Regions from separate parts of the Mus musculus genome. Here all the other regions are linked to region 3. The links are chromatin contacts, called in public HiChIP or PLAC-seq, Micro-C and promoter capture Hi-C maps. All regions are on one chromosome and are shown on one strand. Each heading gives the region's core, a stretch centred on a gene start, on an enhancer-like site or on the middle of the called end of the contact. The rest is flanking DNA. Distances are from core to core; before and after follow the strand shown. Region 1 holds the start of Emx2 (empty spiracles homeobox 2). Region 2 holds the start of Afap1l2 (actin filament associated protein 1-like 2). Region 3 holds the start of Gfra1 (glial cell line derived neurotrophic factor family receptor alpha 1). Region 4 holds the start of Adrb1 (adrenergic receptor, beta 1). Region 5 holds the start of Trub1 (TruB pseudouridine (psi) synthase family member 1). Region 6 overlaps Ablim1 (actin-binding LIM protein 1).

Evidence for each region. Promoter capture Hi-C pulls out the DNA fragments that hold promoters and counts their contacts. A called contact is a pair of places that touch in the nucleus more often than the background predicts. HiChIP or PLAC-seq counts read pairs in DNA pulled down with a chosen protein or histone mark.
Region 1: a Micro-C map of embryonic stem cells shows a contact between it and region 3, with 4 times the contacts expected there. The contact joins the promoter of Emx2 here to the promoter of Gfra1 in region 3. A contact is called at or near these places in 1 of 39 promoter capture datasets (embryonic stem cells), 5 of 484 Hi-C or Micro-C datasets (all in embryonic stem cells) and 1 of 115 datasets of contacts at active chromatin or transcription factors (bone marrow-derived macrophages).
Region 2: an H3K4me3 HiChIP or PLAC-seq map of embryonic forebrain shows a contact between it and region 3, with 2.6 times the contacts expected there. The contact joins the promoter of Afap1l2 here to the promoter of Gfra1 in region 3. A contact is called at or near these places in 1 of 39 promoter capture datasets (embryonic stem cells) and 1 of 115 datasets of contacts at active chromatin or transcription factors (embryonic forebrain).
Region 4: a contact with region 3 is called in a Micro-C map of embryonic stem cells, with 6 times the contacts expected there. The contact joins the promoter of Adrb1 here to the promoter of Gfra1 in region 3. A contact is called at or near these places in 2 of 484 Hi-C or Micro-C datasets (both in embryonic stem cells) and 1 of 115 datasets of contacts at active chromatin or transcription factors (pancreatic cancer cells).
Region 5: an H3K27ac HiChIP or PLAC-seq map of large pre-B cells shows a contact between it and region 3, with 2.0 times the contacts expected there. The contact joins the promoter of Trub1 here to the promoter of Gfra1 in region 3. A contact is called at or near these places in 4 of 39 promoter capture datasets (cranial neural crest, embryonic stem cells, hippocampal neurons and 1 more), 2 of 115 datasets of contacts at active chromatin or transcription factors (astrocytes and large pre-B cells) and 1 of 9 other capture datasets (embryonic stem cells).
Region 6: a promoter capture Hi-C map of embryonic stem cells shows a contact between it and region 3, with 2.6 times the contacts expected there. The contact joins the enhancer-like site here to the promoter of Gfra1 in region 3. A contact is called at or near these places in 3 of 39 promoter capture datasets (embryonic stem cells, hippocampal neurons and pre-B cells) and 2 of 115 datasets of contacts at active chromatin or transcription factors (astrocytes and large pre-B cells).

What each region holds. Positions count from the first base shown.
Region 1 is chr19:59,457,367-59,460,907 of GRCm38.p6, forward strand. It overlaps Emx2 (empty spiracles homeobox 2), which reads left to right and starts at 1,324. Exons shown (of 3, transcript NM_010132.2): 1 at 1,324-2,258. The coding sequence starts at 1,850. It also overlaps Emx2os.
Region 2 is chr19:57,006,235-57,010,297 of GRCm38.p6, forward strand. It overlaps Afap1l2 (actin filament associated protein 1-like 2), which reads right to left and starts at 2,341. Exons shown (of 19, transcript NM_001177797.1): 1 at 1,917-2,341. The coding sequence starts at 1,932.
Region 3 is chr19:58,453,333-58,456,945 of GRCm38.p6, forward strand. It overlaps Gfra1 (glial cell line derived neurotrophic factor family receptor alpha 1), which reads right to left and starts at 2,066. Exons shown (of 11, transcript NM_010279.3): 1 at 1,866-2,066; 2 at 977-1,262; 3 at 1-125. The coding sequence starts at 1,016. Gm41876 (a long non-coding RNA gene) reads left to right here and starts at 2,817. Exons shown (of 3, transcript XR_877966.1): 1 at 2,817-2,879.
Region 4 is chr19:56,720,215-56,724,141 of GRCm38.p6, forward strand. Adrb1 (adrenergic receptor, beta 1) reads left to right here and starts at 1,903. Exons shown (of 1, transcript NM_007419.3): 1 at 1,903-3,927. The coding sequence starts at 2,158. The coding sequence ends at 3,558.
Region 5 is chr19:57,451,360-57,454,874 of GRCm38.p6, forward strand. It overlaps Trub1 (TruB pseudouridine (psi) synthase family member 1), which reads left to right and starts at 1,547. Exons shown (of 8, transcript NM_028115.3): 1 at 1,547-1,837. The coding sequence starts at 1,588.
Region 6 is chr19:57,140,671-57,144,782 of GRCm38.p6, forward strand. The region is part of intron 4 of Ablim1 (actin-binding LIM protein 1); the gene reads right to left. Among named protein-coding and RNA genes, the nearest start is that of Ablim1, 73 kb to the right of the region's middle. Within about 2 kb of position 1,256, at least 12 of the 459 cell types and tissues checked have an H3K27ac peak or open chromatin away from gene starts, as enhancers often do. A contact at or near this core is called in embryonic stem cells, where this site is marked.

The DNA of each region.
Region 1 (3,541 bases), core at 74-2,573, 1.0 Mb after region 3:
GGGTGTGTGTGTGGGGGGGGGGAGGCGGCTGATGAATAGATAATAGATCTTTAACCACCAATAAACAGAGAGCAGCGCCAGCAGGCTGGGGGGATGTGATCATAATTATGCCTCAGCGTGAGCCAATGGGGACGAGAGAAGTCGGCCCTAAAATCATCCCAAAACCGAAGGCAAGCTCGAAAATGCGGACAGGGCCTAGGACCGGAGACACAATCCTAAGTGCCAGGTTGCGAAACCTGGATTTGTAGAGCAACCCAGCCCTGGGACAACAGATGTCAGAATAAAAATAGGTACAGTAATAATAGCAATAATGGGAACAGTGTCAACGCCACTAAGGACAATGGAACGATAACACAGTCATAACTTCAGCTTCTGACCTAGGACCCAAGACTCCTTTCCCAAATAACCCCACATTTCCCAGAAAGAGCTGTTTTGGGGACAGAAGTGACCACCCTCCAGAAAGGATAAGCAGAAACTCTTGGGTGCAAGCTGGAAGTCCACTGCCACGGTACAGGCGCAGCTGGCCCCTCAGGTTTGAACTTAAAAAAACGAACCAGCCGGGTCAAAGACTGCAAACGCGTGGACCCTGGAACCTCGAAGCTACGCTTGGTTGGAGGGGTGGGAGGACCCCCCCCCTCGAGCGCCTAGGAAACCTCGGGAGTTTTGCTGGGGGTGGGGATTGGTAGGAGTGAAGCGGGTTAGCCCTTGCCCGGAACCAGTCCCCGCCCGCTTACCCTCGCCGGGCGCCCGAAGCCATCTCAGTGACCCGGGCGCGGGCCTCCAGGGGACAACCGCAGCGGAGCTTAGGGTGTGAAGAAATCTGCGTGTCCGTCCGTGATTCAGTCCCATCAGCTCCAGCGCCGCAGGCTTAGGATCCAGGGGTCCGCAGCAAAGGCAGCGCAGCCCCGAGACTCTGCAGGGACCCGGGTGCCCCGGTGGGAGTGGTGTGGGTGCAGTAGGAGGCGGTGGCTGAGGGGGAGGAGGAGGGGGAAAGAGGAGGAGGAGGAAGAGGAGGAGGAGAGGAACGAGGAAGAGGAGGAGAAGAGGGAAGCGGAGGAGGCGAAGGAGGAGGAGAGAAGCCGCAGCGGGCGCCGCAGGAGCGAGGGAGCTAGCCCGGAGCGCAGGGCGAAGACACCAAGAGGTCGGCGGCCGGGCGGGCGGCTGGAGGCACAGCCGGGGCAGTAGCGCCGACTCCGTTCCATTCTGGGCCCGGATCCAGGCCTCCGGGTTCCCAGGCGTTCGCCTCCCTCTGACGCACTTTAAAGAGTCTCCCCCCTTCCACCTCAGGGCGAGTAATAGCGACCAATCATCAAGCCATTTACCAGGCTTCGGAGGAAGCTGTTTATGTGATCCCCGCACTAATTAGGCTCATGAACTAACAAATCGTTTGCACTACTAGTGAAGAAGCGAACACTTCCATGGATTGTCCTTGGACTTAGGGCGCCCTGCCCGCCTTTTGCAAAGGAGAGAAAACTTTTTTTTTGCCTCCCCGAAAACCCCCTCCCTGCCTCTAACTCCAATCTCCCCCCCCCCCACGCCACCTCGCTCAAAAAAATATTACCCCAATCCACGCCTGCAAATTCTTCTGGAAGGATTTTCCCCCCTCTCTCCAGGTTGGGCGCGTTTGGTGCAAGATTCTCGGGATCTTCGGCTTTGCCTCTCCTCCCCCTCCCCCTCCTTTCCTTTTTCCTTTCCTTTCTTCCTTCCTTCCTTTCCTTACCCCCACCCCCACCCCAAACAAACGAGTCCCCCATTCTCCTCGGTCCTCGCCGCGGGCAGCGGGCGGCGGAGGCAGCGCGCCGCGGTCGCCGGGAGCAGGGAGCCCAGCGCGCCCGCTCCTCGGCGCAGCATGTTTCAGCCGGCGCCCAAGCGCTGCTTCACCATCGAGTCGCTGGTGGCCAAGGACAGTCCCCTGCCTGCCTCGCGCTCCGAGGATCCCATCCGTCCCGCGGCACTCAGCTACGCCAATTCCAGTCCCATAAATCCGTTCCTCAACGGCTTCCACTCGGCCGCCGCCGCCGCCGCCGCCGGCAGGGGCGTCTACTCCAACCCGGACTTGGTGTTCGCCGAGGCGGTCTCGCACCCGCCCAACCCCGCCGTGCCGGTGCACCCGGTGCCGCCGCCGCACGCCCTGGCCGCCCACCCCCTGCCCTCCTCGCATTCGCCACACCCCCTCTTCGCCTCGCAGCAGCGGGACCCGTCCACCTTCTACCCCTGGCTCATCCACCGCTACCGATATCTGGGTCATCGCTTCCAAGGTACGTGCCACGTCGCGGAACTGAAGCACGCCGCTCCGGTCGCCTCCTTCATTGCGCCCGGCCTGCTCCGGGTGGGCGCTCCTCGAGGCCTGGACGGGCGGAGGTCAGCCCGGGTTCTTGGTTCTGAAACTGGGCAGCTAGGGGCCCGAGAGGCTTTGGTCCCCAGTCTCTGAAGCTCGTTTGGGTTACTGGCTTGCCCACTCCTTGACCCTTTGTAAAAGGGTGCAAACGAGGTGTCCCGTGGTTCGGGCCGGGGTCGGGCTGGCTGGGACACGATGCTGGGCGACGAAGCCCGCTGTCAAGAAGCTCTGAGCCCGCGAGGTCTTTGAATCCTGTTTCCCTGGACCGTGTTCCCGGCCGGTCTATCACTCAGGGACTCGGACAGGGCCACATGGCCAGGTTCACTGGACTTCAACTCTGCTCTACACTCACTCTATGTCCCCCCAGCCCAGACCCGCAACTTCTAGGTCTTCAACCCCTTTAAGGAGACAAGGAGACCTTGGAAACCTCAGAGCAAACTGTTTCCTTCCTCCTGCTCTGGAGGCCCAGGGAGGGGCGGGAAGAGAGCGAATAGAAACCTCCACAGCTCCACTAGTTCTCTCAGCGACCTGTTTAACCCGGGCACCCGCTGGACGTGGCGGGAAGTCGGGTTCCGTTTGGTCTTTGGTTGCTGATTTTTGTTTTTGTTTTTGTTCTTCCTGAGAGAAAGAAAGAAAGAAAGAAATTAAGAAAGAAATTTAAGAAAAGAAAAGAGAAAATCCAGTCGAGAGAAGGCCCGACAAGGGAAGATCTGTTTGGATATCTTCATTTTTTTCCCCGATTTAGTAATTTTGTATGCTTCTGGGTTGGGGTTGGTAAGAAAGTTAAAACTTTAGGAAAAGGGTTCGAATTAGTTTGCCGACTGCAGTCCATAAAAGACCTACCTCCGCCGGGCGCGATCGATAACGACGGGCTTTTCCATTCAATAACACTTCGCATTCCTGTCAGTCTAGACTCGGGTGTATGCCAGCTCGCCATTTTATATATTTATATATTATTTTAAAACACCCCAACAAAACAAACAAATAAACAAAAACCCAAACCAAAGTAAAACACCTTTTCCCTTAGCTCAGCACTGAATTTGCCTTCACTCCCGCTGAGACTACCGGCTGTTTTTGGGTGGTGGTGGTGGTAAATACATTCACTTCCTTTAATACGGGAAGCCAAAATACCCAAGCCTAGCTTTCAAAGTTTAGAGCTCAGCTTCCCCATTCTTTGCCAGTCCCATTCTTGGTCGCCTGGCC
Region 2 (4,063 bases), core at 1,091-3,590, 1.4 Mb before region 3:
CAAGACATGACTGATCTGCCTTTCCTGAGAACTGAGACTGAAACTCGCCGGGGGGGGGGGGGGGGTCCCCACACTCTTCCCAGAAAAATTAGCAGATATGAGCAGCATGACATCAGTGAGATTTGAAGTCCTGTTTCCCCAGAGTGGAGCTGAAGAACATCCCATGTATTCTCTTTTACAGTCCAGGCAATTCTCAAGTCAGCACACTCATTGATCTCTAAGACATTGATCTCTAAGACATAGATCTATTTCCAAAACACAAACGCTCTGACCTGAAACCAAGTTCCCTTCAGTTAGCTGGAAGTCCCTAACTCATCCCAGTAGAGAATGAGATTTTCAGCTCCCAGGAGAGAAAGATAAACTAAGCAGATTTTACCCAGTAAAGAACTAATTCAAAAACTACACCAAAAAAACCTGCTCACAAATCCTAGATGCACAGCTGCCCACTTGTTGCCTGGTCTCTAACTTGAACCAGTTTGCTGCTTGGGCAAAGAAGCTTGCAATTTGGATCTTCTATTTGGGGCCAACATCTGCTTCAATGTCACAATCCAAGGAGCTGAAGCGACCTTGGAAGTCGGGATTTCCAGTGAGGAGACGCCCAAGGCCCCAATCGGCTCCCCCTCCTCGCCCCCAGGTTCCCTCCCTAAGTGGGGAGCAGCAAGAGCCGCCTCTCTTCTACCAAGAGAGGGGCTGTGGCCGCCAATATTCGAGACTGCATGAGGGCAACTTCAGCCTTTCCCTCACAAACTGACCAGATTCCATCAGAACTAAGACAAGACCTCCCGGATAGACGGGGGAGAGAGGCTAAGTGATTTCTCCTGGCGCTCCTCCCCTACCCCGCTGACTCCAGAGCCCTGACCCTGCATTCACAGGTGAGTCACTAAAAAGACTACGTTAGGAAACTAAAGCCTGCCCGCACAGTTCCCTTATGTGAGTTCCATAAATAAGAAACCATAGAGGGAGATCGAGATTCCTTGGCAACCTGAGCGTTTGCCTTATTACCCTCCCATGGGAAAATAAGTGCAGAGGCAGAATTTCCCCTTGCAGGCTTAACTTAGACAACCCCTAAAAAGAGCGAGTACAAGACCCTTTTCCCAGAGGGAGGCATGTAGGGGCGCACCGACGCATCTGCCTCAGGGGCAGCACCTTGAACCCCCTTTTCAAAGGACCTACTATCTGAGGTTTCTGGATTCCAGCCCTGGGGCTCCAAAACCCTTCGGGCATATCCGGACCGGCCCTCCCACCATGGTTTGGCCAAGATCCCTGGCCAGAGCCAAATCCAAGCTCGCTCAGCTGCCAGGACGCCTACGGGCGCTCCACCTGCTGGGCAGTCCACTGGGCTCCTAACTCACACCCCCCCCACGCAGCTTTGGGGTGCAGGATCCGCAAAGGGCATGGCGAGGCAGGTTACAAAGTGGTAGAGAGACGGACCTTGTCAAGAACAGAATAGCACGCCACCCCACCACATTAGGAGTTTTTTCTGCTACCGGACAAGACTTTTCCGGGAATCTGCAAGAAGCCCCTCAACAAGGCAGCATCCATAGAAAGAGCCCTACAACTCGCCCCTTTGCCCCCAGCAGCCCCTTACTGTTGAGACCTTACTAGGGCCCCCCTCGACTGTAGACATCTTTTCCCCAAGGCAAACTGAAACTGGGGGTGACGGGATGGCTCAGGACACACCCTCGGTTCTCCAACAGGTGAGAAGCCTCACTTTGACCTCCAAGCAGAGACCTCTGCCCCAGGGGCCCAGGAGTATCAAATAGCACGGACGGCATTCTACGCCCAGAAGCCCACCGCCCTGTTCGTGACTCCTCGGTCGCCCTCTCTAGGGCTGCGGTCCCTTGGGCGTAGACTGTCCGTTCTGGACACCTGAGTCCGGGATACCCGGAGCAAGTAGGTGCGCCCTGCGCCCTCACCTTTGTAGCGCTCCATCCCGGGCACGGTGTGCGCTGCTATCGGCTCCGCGCTGAGTTCTCCGCGCTGGACTCCGCGCTGGGCTCCGCGCCCCCGCTGAGCGCTGGCCCCTCCCAGTGAAGTCACGCTCGCCGCCCGACCTCCCGGAGTGGCCGCCGCGCCCCTAGCCCTCCGATCCTGACTCCACCCGAGCCGCCCTGGACCCCGCCAGGGATCTCCACAGCCGGTCAGGACAATCAGCGCTCTGGTCCTCACGCACCCCGCACTGGGCTCCCCGTCCCGAACGCAGATCACTTCCTCCAAGTTGGCCCGAGGGCGGCGGCGCGAAAGAAAGAGCCTGGGACGTCCTCAAAGCCCGGGGAAGACTCCGGGAACAGCGAGCTCCCGTAGGTCTCCACCAAGATCTGTTTTCTCCAGTGTTGAGACTGCGAACCCAATGCCGGGAGGAGGAGACTGAGGGCCAGCGGGGAGGTGGAGACGGACCTAGAGCGCCTCCTGCTTGATCCATCAAGCCAGTGCGCCCACATCCTGGGCCCTCCTGGATTAGCTCCTTGAATTTAGAAGCCGCTGGGGGCCGGCTTTCAGTCCACCTTGCCTGGCACCTGTACATCGTGCACACTTTAGAGCACAGGAAATGACCTCCTTGTAGCCTGCTGCCTGAGCCCAGATTTTATGGGCGTCTTAGCCTAGGCTTTCCTGAGGAGGATTACAGTGTCTGGAGCCTCCTCAGCAAGCCTGGTCTTCAAGAAAAGATGGCACCTGTCCGAGGTTATTTTCACCTCGGAACACATTTAATCCTTTTCTTTTGATTCCCTCCAATCCTTCCAAATTCCTAAATCCTCTCCAAAGATTATGGGGTTTTTGTTTGTTTTGTTTGTTTGTTTTTGGTTTTTCGAGACAGGGTTTCTCTGTATAGCCCTGGTTGTCCTGGAACTCACTTTGTAGACCAGGCTGGCCTCGAACTCAGAAATCCGCCTGCCTCTGCCTCCCAAGTGCTGCGATTAAAGGCGTGCGCCGCCACGCCCGGCTACGTTTTCTTTTAAACTTTCGGATTTCACTTTTTAAACCATGCTTGGACTCTCGACAAAGGCCCGGAATATACACTTAGGGAAGGTTTGTTGTTTTCCGAGAGCCCCCTTCATGCTTCCTTGGAGCAGCAGAGTCAGCTTTGATCTCTGCAGATCTTCCGCCCAGCGATCTGCACAAACACTTTTCCTAGTTAGAGCAGCAGCTCACGTGAACAGAGCCCTCCTAGCCAGCCAGGAGCCTCGCTCAGGGCTGCAAAACCCCAGCCTTTCAGTTTGCCCATTCACCCTGAGGTAGCAGGTCGCTGTCTGTCTCCTGTAGTATAAACAAGTTTAGGGGGAAGGGGGTGGACAAAGTCACATGGGAGGAGCCCTAGGGATGCCTACTTCCAAGTCTTATGTGTGTAGGTCAGAGACCTCCACATGCCACATGCACATGAACACACATGCAAGTACACACACACACACACACACACACACACACACACACACACACACACAGTTGGCAGCAAGAATGGGCATCTCCCAAGAGAATCAGGGTAGGAAGAGGTATTCCGCTGGCCTCCTGTACAGTAGCCCTCAAACAGTCGAGCAGCTGTGTTTCTGCCTTAGTGTTCTCATTCCTACCCCTTTCTTCCTCTTGCAAATGGCCCAGCAGGGCACACACCCTCCGTTCTGTGGTGGTTCCAGACTACTCTCAGTGGAGCCCTGGGTTTTCTTTGAAATGCTCAGTATTGGAAAAGAAGCCTCAAGTCTGTGGTCACTGGTCACTTTTGGCCAGACTCCTGCCCTGCCTGCTGAAGCTGAGTGAGCAGGTCAGGCCCCACTCAGCAGGGCTTCCGAGCTAACCTTCACACTGAAGGCTGAAGAAAGCTTGGCCCTGGCTGACACCCCTAGGGTTAAAGGGTCTCCACTCTACAAACGAGCACACAAAGAAGTGAGACTTGTGTAATTTTACAGAGTCAGGACACAAACCAGGCAGAGCCCAGGTTTCCTGACTCCAAATCCTACTTCCCTCACAGCCTTTACCTCAGGCTTTCCTGTGACATTAACTGGGCAGTGCTGTTCCCCCAAATCCTCTGACACCTGTTTCTGCCCTTCAAGAAAGCATGGCACCCCCTTCT
Region 3 (3,613 bases), core at 816-3,315:
GCCCGCCACGCACTGCCTCAGTGTGCGGTACTTGGTGCTGCAGCTCTGTTCCTTCAGGCACTGATCACTGGCTTTCACACAGTCCAGGCGGTCCCCACCACTCACCTCGGCCGACATCAGCAAATCTACAGGGTGAACAGAAGAACGTTTGAACGCAGCAGACTAGTGGGTACCCTGATTCCAGGTCCCGGGAGGGCAGGGCATGATAGACCTCCACCATCATTCTGAAGGGGCAGATTAGGTAGGAAGCTGGTCCACCCCTCTTCTGGAATTTTCTCACCCCGGGAATACTGCCATCACGCCCCTCCCCGGCTCAACAAGGAAGGTTCCACTGGCTGCCTTAGCGGGATTTGCCGGGGATCCCGCGCAGCCCCAGCGTCCCAAAGCAGAAGCAAGCACTCCTGACCCGCTGGCTGCCCCGCCTCCCCAGGCACCCGAGGCTGCAGTGTCTCCTGGCCAGCAGCGGGCAAAAGGGCACTGAGCTGAACAGCGAGGCTGGGTGCTTGGCACCCTTAGCGCTCTGAACGAAAGGCAGACGAGTGCCACAGTCTGCCCCGCGGGTGCGCAGAGACGTTTTTCCCTTAAAAGTTTTCCATTCCAAGTTTGCTCTCTTCCGACCCCAGCGGTATTTGACCACACTCCACCTGCCGGAGCGTCTCAGGGAGCTCCGACTTCCAAAGGGGAGTAACGCCCTGGGATGGAAGCCTACGACCCCTCAATTTTCCACCAGGCTGGGTTATTAGTTTTTGTTTTGTTTTGTTTCTCACCCCCTTTAAACACGGCAAAATAAAATCAACCGCTCAAAGACGCGCCAGCACTGCTTCCCAATCCCAGAGATTCTTGAACCTCTTCACCCCCTAGCGAAACTTCTTCCACCCACACTCAAGGCACCCACCCGCAATTCTGGAGTGGCTGCCGCAAGGGACCCCCCAATGAAAGACTCTGGATGAGAAAGCCAGCAGCGGTCTCGACTTACCCAGGAGTGGCAGCACGAAGTACAGAGTGGCTAGGAACATGGTGCCGCCGCGCAGCTGGTCCCCGCCCCCCCAAAATCCAAAGCCGCCACCGGATCTCGCGGAGAGAGCTCAGCGTGCAGAGATCCCCGGGCGACTGCGCTCCTCTGGCCACTCAAAGTTAAGCTCCATCCAGGGTGAGAGCAGACTCCCCGTTGCTCTGCCGCCCACCGCCGCCAGGGACTCAGCTCCGAGCGGGCGCGAGGGCGGGAGGCGGACCCGCTTTTAGGGGTTCAGTTCCGACCCAACCTGGAAGGAAGAGCGCGCTTTGAAATGAGAGCCCAGAGTGCTGAAGCCTCCAGCTCCCGCCCCTCTCCCCTCCCCCGCTCCCGCCTCGGGGGACTTCTCAACGCTACCCCCACTCGGGTCCGAGAGCAGGAGGTGCGAATTCATCTATTACGGGCACGAGGAAGCTCCGGAACCCGGGTTCTGGAGCTGGTAAGGTCCGCTAGGGCTCCCAACGTTCAAAGCTGGAGGATATCGCGCACAACCCAAGAGGCTGAACGCAAGCAAATAAATAACCATTACTTTCAGAGCAAGCGCCGGAAGCTAGCTGGCGCTGCCCGGAGTCGGAGCCTCGGTGGCGAAGGCTTCTTAGCCAACCCCGCTGGACCAAGACCCTGCTCCGGCTCCGGGAAGTTGGCCGCCCTCCCTGGCTCTCGCCCGACCACTCACTTGCTGGCTCGATCACTAGCGTTCTAGCTCTTCTGTCCCCGGCCACCGATCGCTACCCCAGTCACCGTCATCCCCTCCCCTGGACGAGCCTCTCTTCCCAGGCAGTCCGGCAAGAGGAAACTGACATCCCGCATCCCGCCTGGTACTGAAACCTGGCTTCTCCGCCCCTACTCCTACCTGCCGCTCATCCTGGGCTCCTTCCTAGACTTCAGTGCTTCACACGCACTTGCCTAGCGCCCGAACTCCTGTGCATCCACACCACTGCCCCGTGAGAGCGAGCTAGTCCACAGCATCTGCACACCCCAGCAGGTGCAGCCCCGCACCACTAGCGCCCCCCTGGCCCCAAAGTTGGAGGACGCCAGCAAAATGGAAAGGGATGGCTGGAGGGGAGGTGGCGATGGGTTCTCAAGTGGAATGAGAAAACTCTAAATGCCACGAACCTGAACCCAATTGACCGGTGTCCAGCTGCAGCGAGTAGCCAGTGTTTGTTTATTTATTCTTTGGGGTGTCCCCGCCTCCTCTTTCTCTTTCCGGCCTCACTTTCTCTGTGCTAGGTAAAAAAACGATGCCACAATCTGCTACAGCTCGGAGGACAGAGTTGGCCAGGACGATTTCCGAGCAGACCTCCCCGCCCCGGCTCGATGCCCGGTAGGGATGTCAGCGGTTATTGGAAGCGGTGGGAGGATAGCATGCCCAGATTGGTTTTGGCTAAAGGCCCCTCAGGCTGCTTCTGCTCCTGCCTCCGGGCAGCGCAGGGCCGGCTCTTCTGTGAAGCGCAGTTCCTCCGTCCGCCACAGCAGACTTACAGGCTGGCTGGCGGTGGGACCCAAGGCCAACAGGCAAGCAGGCTCAGGACCCGCAGCGCTACGCCGCCGCCGTCGCGGAGACTGCGCACCCCCACCCCCTTCAGTGCACAAGGGCTCTTTCTTTAGTGCAACACAGCAACCCATCCAGACCCTTTTGAACACAAAGTTGTTTTTTTTTCTCCACGTCATTCGCGGCTGTGACTCAAGACTTGGCAAGATTCAGACTCACTCAGACCTAAGCCCTGAGCGGCGATCCGGGATGCACCCACCCATTGATAAAATGCTTGTGCGAGCTCATGCACCTCTCTCCTCCTGGTATGACAGCGAGACAAAGCAAAGTCCACCCCAGCCCACTGCACTGAAGTCTGATCAGACCCAGCTTTAGGTAATTTTATAAGATGATTTCCATCTTTACTGTTTCAAGAGTAAATTTTTTTTCAAAAACATTTTATAAACAGAACACATCCACAGCCCTTCACCCCAACTTCAAGGATCGCTCCAGCGATGCTGCTGAACCCCGCTCTCCGTGACACCCGCTGTCCTTTAGGGGTCCAGAGATCTGTCTAGAGTATGTCCGTAGTAGTGTTTGACCGACCAGCTCGCTGCTTGGGGCTTGTGTCAGAGATCTTTTCTATGTCCAAGTTCATCATCTCTCAGGAAAACAGAGTTTGAATCGAATCTATGAGCCCAGCTGTCAAATCTGCAAACCCATCACCACAGACAATGGGCCGCCAAGGAGAACAAAAAAAGAGACGCTCTTTTTTTGATCCAGAGTGTTAATTGAAAAGGGCAAAGGCTTTAGTTTAAGGCGTAAGGGCCGGGAGAAGAGGAGGAGGGATGGGTAGCCCTCCATTCAAGTACACATCAGCCAGGCGTGCCCTTCAGCTGTGGCGGCTGTAGCATTGTTTGGAGTCCTCAAAGAGTCTGTGCCTCTGTGAGCAACCTGAACCCAGGGGACATCCCGCCAGTGCTAGCTCCTCCTTTGCCTTGCACGTGTTCCTCAGGGGCAGGTATGAAGTGTCTGAAGCCTTCGCCAGGAACCCCTCCCCCGGTGTCACATTCAATCACACCAGACTTACACAGATTTCCAGTTCAGTGTATCAGTTTACACTCCGTCGT
Region 4 (3,927 bases), core at 653-3,152, 1.7 Mb before region 3:
CTTAGCAGAAAGCCTCTTTCCACATTTCCCCACACCCCAGCACTCAGAGGCCCTTTCTTGGTCAGCTCACTTCAAAACATGGGCGTTTTTCAGATTGTCCCTTGAGTCCTTTCAGCCATCCCCTAAAAGCCACAGGAAGGAGAGACCCTGGCTTGAAGAGGCTGGGGTGACTATGGGTGCCAACTCCTTCTGCCCTCGGTGTAGTTCCTGTTCCCTGATTCTCAAAACTCCCCAACTTGGCAGAACTTGGTAAGTCCAGGGCAGGGGTGAATAAACAGATCACTCCCCCGTGGTAACACTCTCAGTGGTCAAGCCTGATCCTAGGGCACATCCACGGGTTTGACTTTATGAAGAGTACGGCTGTGGATGGACAGCTGTGAGCCTGTGTCTTTTGGCAAGGTGAGAGTACCAGCTTGGCCACATGTTGATGTTCCTCCCAGATGCTAATCTTTTTATTCCAATGCAAGAAGGACTCGGGAGCATTACATAACATTATATAACACTACCGTGCACCCTTCCCTTCTGAGACAATTGGGAACTGTTCGCTTCTCAAGAACTTAATTACAGATTTCCTTTTTACGGCCTGAGGTAGAGGCATTCCCAGGGGTAGATCAGAGGACCTCAGCCCGAGGTCCCATCCTCTGTTCGCATCAGGAATGAAGCCAAAGACTCTAGTTTCGGATTCTCTCGACAATGTGAAGCGAGGAAATGTGGTATGACTTTAAATGCTTTCAGATTTAATCGCCTTGAGTATGTATATATTTTCTTCCCTCATCTTCCCAAAGCTAATCCCACAGTTTTGAGAATCTAGCCACCCTCCCAAGAAATCTGAAATCCCAGTTCATGACGTCAACCCAAAAGGGATAGCACCTTGTGTTGGCTCAGCTCAGATTGCAAAATCCCATGGGTAACGGAGCACAGATGCGGATGTTAAGGTGTTGGTACTGGAGTCAAAAAGTCTGAAGCGTCATTCTCCGTGTTCTTTCCACGAGGGGCGTGGGGGTGGGGCGACGTCATTTACCCTGGACTGAATGTTGCCCTAAACTTCTCCTTTATATTCAGAACTCTTTCATCCTTTTCTTTAGCTGGGACTGGGGCCTGTGTGTGTATCCGACTGGTCCTCGGTGTTGGCAGTTACATCCACAAACCTTCCCTTCCTTTCCCCATCTACTGCACTTGAAGGAGAGAGCACAGCTCCGCGCGAGAACAGCGCCCAGAGAGCCTTTCTGACAGATGCGTACCCTGCTCCAGCAACCCGCCTGGCTGCAAAGTTTCCTCTAATCACTAACACCCACTTCCTATTCCCCCAAGCTGTCATGCTGGCCAGGTCCCCTCGCGATCAGGGAAGAGCCAGGCTGCCTGATGGCAGAACCCCAGTCTCACAGCTAAATTCCTCCAATCCCAGCAGATAGGCTGTCCAAGGCACTCCTGCGTCTCCGAGACGCCTGTAAGGTTCTCTTATAGCTACCAGGAACCGGGCACTAGAGGCGAGGGAACTACGGGGTGCCGAAGGGAAATAAGGGCGCTCTTGCGGGAGCGGCAAAAGGAGAGCTGGGTGCTAAGGTTAACGGAGACTACTGGTTGGCGGGGGGCACAGGAGGCGGCGGGGCGCCGCAGGGGGCGCCGCAGACTAGACTCTGGAAGAAGCCTGAGCAGGAAAGGGCGCGCTCGCTGCAGCCCGTGGGTGCTGGCTGCGTAGTCCGCCCGCAATCTTTGGAGCCTTTCAATCGCGGGTAGGAGGGGGTGCTGGGTGTTGGGGGTGGGGGCACCATTGTCGGGGGCGTGCCTTGGCGGCGATTGGCTGCGGGAGCCTGACGCGCGGCCCCGGGGGCTGGCTGGGGGGGTGGCAGCGAAGGGGGGGGGGGAGGTGCTGGGTGTTGGAGCCGCCGGCCCCGCGCGCTCAGAAACATGCTGAGGTCCCGGCGGCTCTTCCAGCAGCGACAGCGGCTCCAGCAGCAGCGGCGGCGGCGGCGGCGGAGACAGCGCTCGGCTACGGAGGAGAAGGCGCCCGGCGTCCATGCCTCCGGCCCCGAGCCGCGGCTGCCCTGACCTGGCCGCGACCTCCCCGCGCGGGCCCCGCAGCCCCGGCTCCTGGGGTGCTCCCCAGGCGCGGCCCAGCCCCGCCACACCCCCCGCCCCCGGCCTCCGCAGCTCGGCATGGGCGCGGGGGCGCTCGCCCTGGGCGCCTCCGAACCCTGCAACCTGTCGTCCGCCGCGCCGCTGCCCGACGGTGCGGCCACCGCGGCGCGGCTGCTGGTGCTCGCGTCGCCTCCCGCCTCGCTGCTGCCTCCAGCCAGCGAGGGCTCAGCGCCGCTGTCGCAGCAGTGGACCGCGGGTATGGGCCTACTGCTGGCGCTCATCGTTCTGCTCATCGTGGTGGGTAACGTGCTGGTGATCGTGGCCATCGCCAAGACCCCGCGGCTGCAGACGCTCACCAACCTCTTCATCATGTCCCTGGCCAGCGCTGATCTGGTCATGGGATTGCTGGTGGTGCCTTTCGGGGCCACCATCGTGGTGTGGGGCCGCTGGGAGTACGGCTCCTTCTTCTGCGAGCTCTGGACTTCGGTAGATGTGCTGTGTGTGACGGCCAGCATTGAGACCCTGTGTGTCATCGCCCTGGACCGCTACCTCGCCATCACGTCGCCCTTTCGCTACCAGAGTTTGCTGACGCGCGCGCGAGCGCGGGCCCTCGTGTGCACAGTGTGGGCCATCTCGGCGTTGGTGTCCTTCCTGCCCATCCTCATGCACTGGTGGCGGGCCGAGAGCGACGAAGCGCGCCGCTGCTACAACGACCCCAAGTGCTGCGATTTCGTCACCAACAGGGCCTACGCCATCGCCTCGTCCGTCGTCTCCTTCTACGTGCCCCTGTGCATCATGGCCTTCGTGTACCTGCGGGTGTTCCGCGAGGCCCAAAAACAGGTAAAGAAGATCGACAGCTGCGAGCGCCGCTTCCTCGGCGGCCCAGCCCGGCCGCCCTCGCCTGAGCCCTCGCCGTCACCTGGGCCACCGCGCCCCGCAGACTCGCTGGCCAACGGGCGCTCCAGCAAGCGGCGGCCGTCGCGCCTCGTGGCTCTGCGCGAGCAGAAGGCGCTCAAGACACTGGGCATCATCATGGGTGTGTTCACGCTCTGCTGGCTGCCCTTCTTCCTGGCCAACGTGGTGAAGGCTTTCCACCGCGACCTGGTGCCGGATCGCCTCTTCGTCTTCTTCAACTGGCTGGGCTACGCCAACTCGGCCTTCAACCCCATCATCTACTGCCGCAGCCCCGACTTCCGCAAGGCTTTCCAGCGCCTGCTCTGCTGCGCGCGCCGGGCCGCCTGCAGACGCCGCGCAGCCCACGGGGACCGGCCGCGCGCCTCCGGCTGCCTGGCGAGAGCTGGGCCGCCGCCGTCCCCCGGAGCTCCCTCGGACGACGACGACGACGACGCCGGGACCACCCCACCGGCGCGCCTGCTGGAGCCCTGGACCGGCTGCAACGGCGGGACAACCACTGTGGACAGCGATTCGAGCCTGGACGAGCCGGGGCGCCAGGGCTTCTCCTCGGAGTCCAAGGTGTAGAGAGCCAGGCTCTCTGGGCGCACGGACGCCGCTCCCCATAGTCCCGGGCTGGACACGGGCTCTGCATCCCTAGAGGAAGAGAGCCCGCCTGGGCGCCCCTGAGCCGCTCCCCAGGGGAGAGAGGAGATCTCTGTTTACTCAAGACCGAAAGCAGGTGAATGCAAAGCCCACAGATCTATCGAATCATCCGAGACGTACAGAAAAGCCCCGGACCGAGCGTTTGCGCAAAAAGGAAAGTTTAGGAGGAGTTGGGAGAGTGTGGCTTAGTATGGCTTACTGGCTTGTCTTGAGTTCCTTTCTCTCTGAGGTTCGGCCTTTCGTGTGTTTAATGCACCTTCAGGCATTCCCCCCCCCCCCCGCCCCTAGGTG
Region 5 (3,515 bases), core at 297-2,796, 1.0 Mb before region 3:
GGGGAGAGAGGGAGAGGGAGGGAGAGGGGGAGAGGAAGAGGAAGAGGGGAAGAGGAGGAGAGGGGGAGGGGAAGAGGGAGAGGAGGGAGAAAGACTAGGAGACTGGCTTGAGCATTTGAAACCCCTCCAAACCCACCCCAGTGACACACTTAGTCCAACAAGGCCATAGCTCCTAATCTTTGTCAAGTAGCACCACTCCCTTAATGAAAAAGCATTCAAATCTATGAGGCTGTGGGGACCATTCCTATCCAAATCACCACACAGTTAGAGAACAGAGAACATAGATTAGAGGGTAGCAGAAAAGAGATATGGTGGGGGTGGGGGAGAGGGAAGGAGAGATGGCAGACTGTCTTAGTCAGTCTGAAATATAATATTAAATAAAATGACCTGTGAGTTAAAGGCTTGTCCAATGTGTAAGATGTTGGCTACTTTAGGAAATTAGAGCTTGATTTTTCTAATGCCCAGAATACTCTATCTGTAATGATTCCTCTGACATACATTTGTTGCGTGAATGGTAGACGTGTAACTGGCATCCCCTGACTGGGATCATTAGGCAATGAGGCATCATTAGGGAAGAATGTTAGCCTGGCAGAGCACTATGAGAAAGAATGGCTGTAAGGCAATGTGGGGAAACAAAGAAGACAAAGTGGCTATCCCATAATAACCACACTTCCATTTAATGCATTTGGGGAAGAAGTAAAAGGATTTTTTTTTCCTCTCTTAGAGGGACAGCCTAATGCGAGGTCTGCAAAGAGTTTAAATATTAATTTAAACCATAGGCGTTTTTGTTGTTTTGGGTTTTACTTGTTTGTTTGTTGAGATAAGGTCTCAGTATGTTACCCTGGGTGGCCCGGAACTCACAGAAATCCACCTGCCTCTGACTTCTAAATGCTGGGATTAAAGGCATTCACTGTAGGGGGCTAGGGGGAATTTATGCTAGAGTGAGTTGGTAAATCCTGATCGGACACATTAGTCAAACAATGAATTTTGATTGTTGGTCCTTGATGTTTTGTCTCAGGAATGAGACAGTGGCCAAATAACTGAATGGACCTTGGGGCTAGCTTTAGGAATGTAACCTACAGTTTAGCAGGGGAGAAGGAAAAGGGGAAGAAGAGTAAAGCCTGTTGGTGCCATGTTTGCCATGCCTGTTAGAGAGCCCTTCATGCACCACCACGAATGGATCAACCATATATAGTTTTTGATTCCTATAAAGGAATAGAAACTCCAAAAGAACATTAACATTTTTTTTAGAACTGTCAAAAACTGCAGTCAAAAATTCAAAATTCATACACACACACACACACACACACACACATGCAGGTTATGGGGGGGCGGTACAGAAAGGAAGTGACTCTACCTCAAATACACAAATTAGGTGTTTGCGTTGGATAGTTTACAGCGGCAACTCCAATGTACCTCTTCACGACTAAGAGCATTTGGTAACAGAGATATTAAAGGTTCCAGCAGAACTCCGAGATGCCAGAGCAAGCCATTGGCCTATACCGAGCCTATGGACTACAATTCCCAGAAGGCCTTGCAACACATCGGTGTCATCTCTGCTCGCCTCTTGGCCCAGGCCGTGAAAGCATGGCAGCTGCAGAGGCAGAGGTGGTTTCACCTCTGATTGTGGACACAGCTCCTGACACTTCAGGAACAGCCGAGGCCTCTGTAGCAGCATCGGTGGCGGAAGCGGCCAGGACTGAATCGCAAGCCCCGGCCTCCAAGGCCGCCCTGGCTGCTAAGCTCATGTCGCTGAGCGGCGTGTTCGCCGTGCACAAGCCCAAAGGGCCCACTTCAGCCGAGCTGCTGAACCGGCTGAAGGAGAAGCTGCTGGCAGGTACTGCCGCCCGGGTAGGGACCAGGCTGAGGAGTTCTCCACCACACTGGGATTTTTATCTCTAGTCTTTCTTCTTTTACTTACTGACTTACTTTGTGCGTCTGTGGCTCAAGATAGAAAGAGTGACCACCGAATTAACTCTGGACGAAAACCCAGGGCATCTTAGGCTTGGACTTACCCAAGTGCACACTCTTTCAACAGTGGCCCTTTGAGCTTCTCACGGGAAGTACGTGTAGAGTTGGGGGACCAGTCTGCATATACAGGTTTTCACCCTGGTGGCTGCAGCCCAGTTTTCTGTAGTTTGATCCCTCCCAGGGTTTTTGTTTAACTCTTGCGAATGAGTACCACCAGAGGAAATGCAGGCTCTCTACCCCTAAGTTGCAAACTTAAAAGTTTATTTGAAAAGCACATAGGCTGAGTTAGCTAGGATTTAGAAAGGACACCACTTTCACCTTTTAGTGGGCACGGTGATTCGTCTTCTATACAAATGCAGGTTCCTGATCCCCACACTTGCAGACCCTGAAAGTCTGAAGATCTGGGATTATTTTGGAAATTGTGCTCTATTGCTTCAGATTGTGCTTTCTTTCTTCTTCTTTTTTTAATGTAGTATTTTTTGAGGAACATTAAAATAGAAGATGGCCATTTTTCTAACCATTCTTCCTCTTGATCATTTATAACAGGAGCATTAAAAAGCCAAAACCCTTTAGTTTTGTTTTGCGTGTGAATGTGTATGCAGTGTGAGTGTGTGTTTGTAGGTGAGAGGTGATGTTGGCCATCTTCAGACATGGCTTTCCATCTTGTGTATTGAGCCAGAGTACCTCACTTGAACCTAGATCCTGCCAATTAGGCAAGTCTGCCTACTCAGCTTGTTTTAGGGACAACTGGCTAGGAATCAGGGTAGCATTCAGTGTCACCCTCGTGTTTATAGGGGTGCTGGAGATCCAAGCTCTGGTCCTCACTATTGCTTGGCGAGCACTTTACCCTGTGAACAGTCCCCACGGAGCCTTTCTTTTACTGGATTCTCATGTTAAGCTGCATCTGTGGAATCCTATAGGGACATAGGATGAACAGTGGCCGCCTCTTCCCTTAAGTCGGCTTACAGTCTTGTGATCTCTGCAGTTCCAGATTCTCCAGAGCTTCAGCTTAGCTTGTCTTGTTACAGGTACAGAGAAACCTCTCACAGTGCTCAGTGTCACCTGGAAGACTTAATCTAGTTTTGTTTGTTTGTTTTGAGATAGGTTTGCCTTGAGCTCAACTCAGTGATCCTCCTGCCTGAGCTCCTGAATGTGAGACTTACAGATGGGCACCTCCATTCTGATTTAAATTTTCTCTTTTAGCCAGGAGCCAAACTATTCTGATAAAAACTTTGCTAATTTAAATGTTTATTGAACAGATACACACATTCTTCCGGATGCTAAACAATGGTGTTATACTTGCTCATTTGTGCTCATCGTTAAGTGTGGTGGCTAACTTTGATTGCCACCCCAATATCATCTAGAATTCCCAGTTTCAGTAAGGGATAGGGAACATCTATATTGGGTTGGCTTGTGGCCATGTCTGTGAGGGATTGTTTTAATTAAGCTCATTGAGAGAGGAAGACGCGGCCTGCTGTGGGTGGCACCCTCCCCTAGACAGGGCATTTGAACTGTGTGAGAACTGGAGCTGGACACAAGTGTGT
Region 6 (4,112 bases), core at 6-2,505, 1.3 Mb before region 3:
CTGAGTGTTTATCACAGCAGTACAACAAACTAACATAGGTCCTTACTTGGAGACCCACAGATTAAAATGATCCAGATTTTCCTTGTGTGTGTGTGTGTGTGTGTGTGTGTGTGTCTGTCTGTCTGTCTGTGTGTCTGTGTGTGTGTCTGTCTGTGTGTCTGTGTCTGTGTGTGTGTGTGTGTGTGTGTCTCTGTGAGTGTGAAAGCTGGTCCAGAGTTTCAACATCCTTAAGGTATTTGAAAATACTTCCTTGACCAAAAAAGTCTCTACCATCATTTGTCAAGTGGGCATTGCTGGATTATTCTTGGAAGCTGACCTTCATTTTCATCCAGGCTACAGGATACTGCCAGGTCCTAAATTAGACACCTGTGAGCTAACAATTAAGGGCTGGTCCCAGTCCATGTTGCTTATTTAAACCGGTGAGTCCACAGTTTCCTTTTAGAATGTCTTAGCAAATGCCATGGGTACAGGGTCAACATAAGCAAAGGAAGAGTCAGGCATGGTGGTGCTGCCTGTAATCCACAGCTGGAGAGGTACAAGCTGGAAGATTTACCTGGGAATCCCAGAGTTCCAGGACAGCCTGGGCCACAGAGCAAGGCCCAGTCTCAGACACATACAAAATGGAACAAATAAAGACAGGGCACTACACGAAACGCAAAGCTACACATTTGTTAGGCTAAGCACTGTACAGGGTTATTTCTACAGCCTCTTTCTCTCTCTCTCCCTTTCCCTCTCCCTCTCCCTCTCCACCCACCTCTGTGTGTGTGTGTGTGTGTGTGTGTGTGTGTGTGTGTGTGTGTGTGTATGCAGGTGCCCACAGAGGTCAGAGGGTGTCAGATCCCCTGGAGCTGGAATTATAAATGGTTGTGTGCTGCCCAGTACGGGTGCTGGAAGCTGAACTTGGGTCTTCTTGCTTAAGTAGTTTTAAACTTATAGACATCGCTGCCATAAGACAGAAAAGCACCATGATATCAGAAGATTCATAACTGGATAAGGGAAACATATTGTCCATGTAGGTTCTGTGTACCCCCTCTCTATAAAAAAAAGGGGTCTCAGTGCTATTAATCATTTAATCCCAGAAGCTAAAAATGACCCAGGATGATTTTGAAAAGCTTATATGCTGCCCAAGTATGTAACCTTGAACAAGATCTTCCGTAATTGGCCCCTGCTGAGGTCAGCTGTTCCCTCTGCTCTCTCTTGATCGCCATGTTGTAAACAGCACAAGCCCGAGCAGCCTCTGACTGGCTATTTTAAGTGGAGCTTCTTGTTGTCTTTGGAAAACAATACAGCGCAGCAAACCCACTTCTGTGACCCATGACAGCAGCACTCTGTCAGCTTTCTCAGGGCAGCCGAGGGCAGCCCTGGCAGCCGCCACCAGCTAAGTCCTCAAAGATGGAACTGGCAGAGGCATGCCAGCCCATCTTTCTTCCCATGACAGATGCTTACAGAGTTGTACTTTCTTTGGTTGGAGTTCTCATAAATGGGTACCAAGTGTGCCTGTCAAGCTTCCAAGTCAAATCCCTTAAGCCAGGGTTCACAGCCTGCCACAAGGAACACGCCGCCGATTCTCAAGGTGACTCTCCCCTTTAACTGCTCTTGGGTGTGGTTCTTAGTAGTCACAAGACCCAGAGTCCTTCCCTCTCCATTCGTTTAGGAATCCATTGGGGGATGCCTTAGTAGCTAAGGACCCAAGTACTAGGGAGGCACACAGAAGTAGATGCCCCAAGTTCAGTGGTCAGAAAAGTCCCCTTGTTACATCCTACCCAGTAAGAGATTCTACCTCAAAAGCCAAGGTGCATTATCCTGAGGGGTAACACCAAAGGCTGATTTATGGCTCTACATGTATGCACACACACACACACACACACACACACGACCGTTCTCACACCCATGAACAGGCACCCTCCAACATGCATGCACATGTCTTCATACACGTGTACATGCACCCCCACACATGCTTGTCCTCACACACATGAACATGCACCCCCCCCCCCCCGTACATGTCCTCACAGACATGAATATGTACTCCCCTCACACACATACACAGATTTTCTCAAGCAGGAATCCTATGGCTAATACTGTACAGCATGATGCTTATAACTAAAGAAATCTAAGCAAGAGCTACAAAAATTATTTTGTTCAAGCTACCAACAAGGGTTTCTGCTCTGGGTGGAAAAAAAAAACAGAAGGACCAAAAACTCAGAGAGGGAGTAATCGAGAGATGGACAAAGGCCACTCCAAGGGAACTCCACTACTTGCTATCACCTGAGAATATTCAACGATGCCTGGGTCATGCAGGACTTATTAAGAATACCAGGGGAAGGGGCTGGTGAGATGGCTCAGCAGGTAAGAGCACCTGACTGCTCTTCCGAAGGTCCTGAGTTCAAATCCCAGCAACCACGTGGTGGCTCACAACCATCCCTAACGAGATCTGACTCCCTCTTCTGGTGTGTCTGAAGACAGCTACAGTGTACTTACATATAATAATAAATAAATCTTTAAAAAAAAAAAGAATACCAGGGGAAGGTAATTTCCTGGAGAAACTTTAAAGTTGGCAGCCAGGTCTTTGTAGACTTGGAATAGTCCATATACCAAGATGTAAAAGAAAAAATTTCAAATATTTGTACGTACACGTTTAGAATAACTAAAACCAGAAATGACAAACAGTCAATTAACAGACAAATGGACGTTCAGAACATGATTGAGCTCCATCATGGAATACTATCTAACCGTGAAAAGAAATGAAATACAGATAAATGCTACAGCCTGGATGAATCTGGCAAGCACGGCATCAAATGAAGAAGCCAGAAACCAAAGACCGAGATCGGAGTTAGAGGAGTCATCCAGGCCACGCAGATCCACGAAGAGAGCAGCAGATCAGGGGCTGACAGGCTAGAGAGCGAGCAAGATGAGAAACAGCTACTTATGGAAACAAAGTTTTCTTTTAGGGAGTTGAGAATATTCCGAGAGGCAGTCGTGCAGCTTACAGATGTATCAAAGCCACCAAAATGTTTACTTCAGAATGGTAAGTTTTATTCTGCATGAACTTCCTCCAGTGGAATCATCATCAGACTCAGAAGGTCTACCTGATTCCATTGCAGACTTCAACCTGGTAAAAGGCCATAACCGGCTGTGGCCGGGCAGATACCTGGGCTTTTGCCAAGAAGGAAATCACACTTGATTTCCACACCAGCTTCTCAGAGGCAGGCTTCCTTGGCAAGAACCAGCTCTCTCCCTCTCCTCCAAAGAGAATGTGAAGGGTAACTGACAGTCCTCTTACCATTCATGGCTGGAGTCAGAACAAGGGCAAGACAGGGTTTGTGTGTGTGTGTGTGTGTGTGTGTGTGTGTGTGTGTGTGTGTGTGTAGCCATGGCTGTCCTGGAACTACGTAGGCCAGGCTGGCCTCGAACTCAGAGACCTGCCTGCCTTTACCTCCCAAGTGTTGTTATTAAAGACCACCATGTCAGAGCTCTGAAAGCACTTTTAAACTAATCCCTCCAGCATGCCCATTCCCCACAAAGCGATCTCTCGATGTCTGTCTCAATTATCCCTTTCTCTCTCCCTCTCTCAGCCAATGGAAGGACAGGAGGATTGCTGGAGCTTGTTCACCACCAGCATGCCTCCAAGTTCAGGCACAGACCCTGTATAATATAGTCAGTATTAACTGTCAACCTGACAAAAGTTAGAATCATAAGAAATAGGATCTCTAGGTATGTCTGGGAGGAGCCTGTCCACTGTGGGCGGCCCTAACCCTAGGCAAGGGATCCTGGCCTATATAAAAAAGGAGAAAGGGAATAAAACCCTACCAAGTATTCTTTGTTCTGTTTCTGATTATGAGTATGGTATGACTGCTCCTTCAAGCTCCTGCCCCTATGATTCCCCTGCTATGATGGACTGTAACCTGGAATTGTGGGCCTTTCTCCCTTAAGTTACTTTTGTTAGGATGTTTTATTGCAGCAAAAAGAAAAGAAACTAAGATACCTGGTTTCAAGGGTAAAGATAGAAAGTGATAAAGACGACTCCCGATATCATCCTCTGGCTTCCATTCACACTCCTGTACACACACACACACATACACACACACACATACACACACATAGACATGCATATA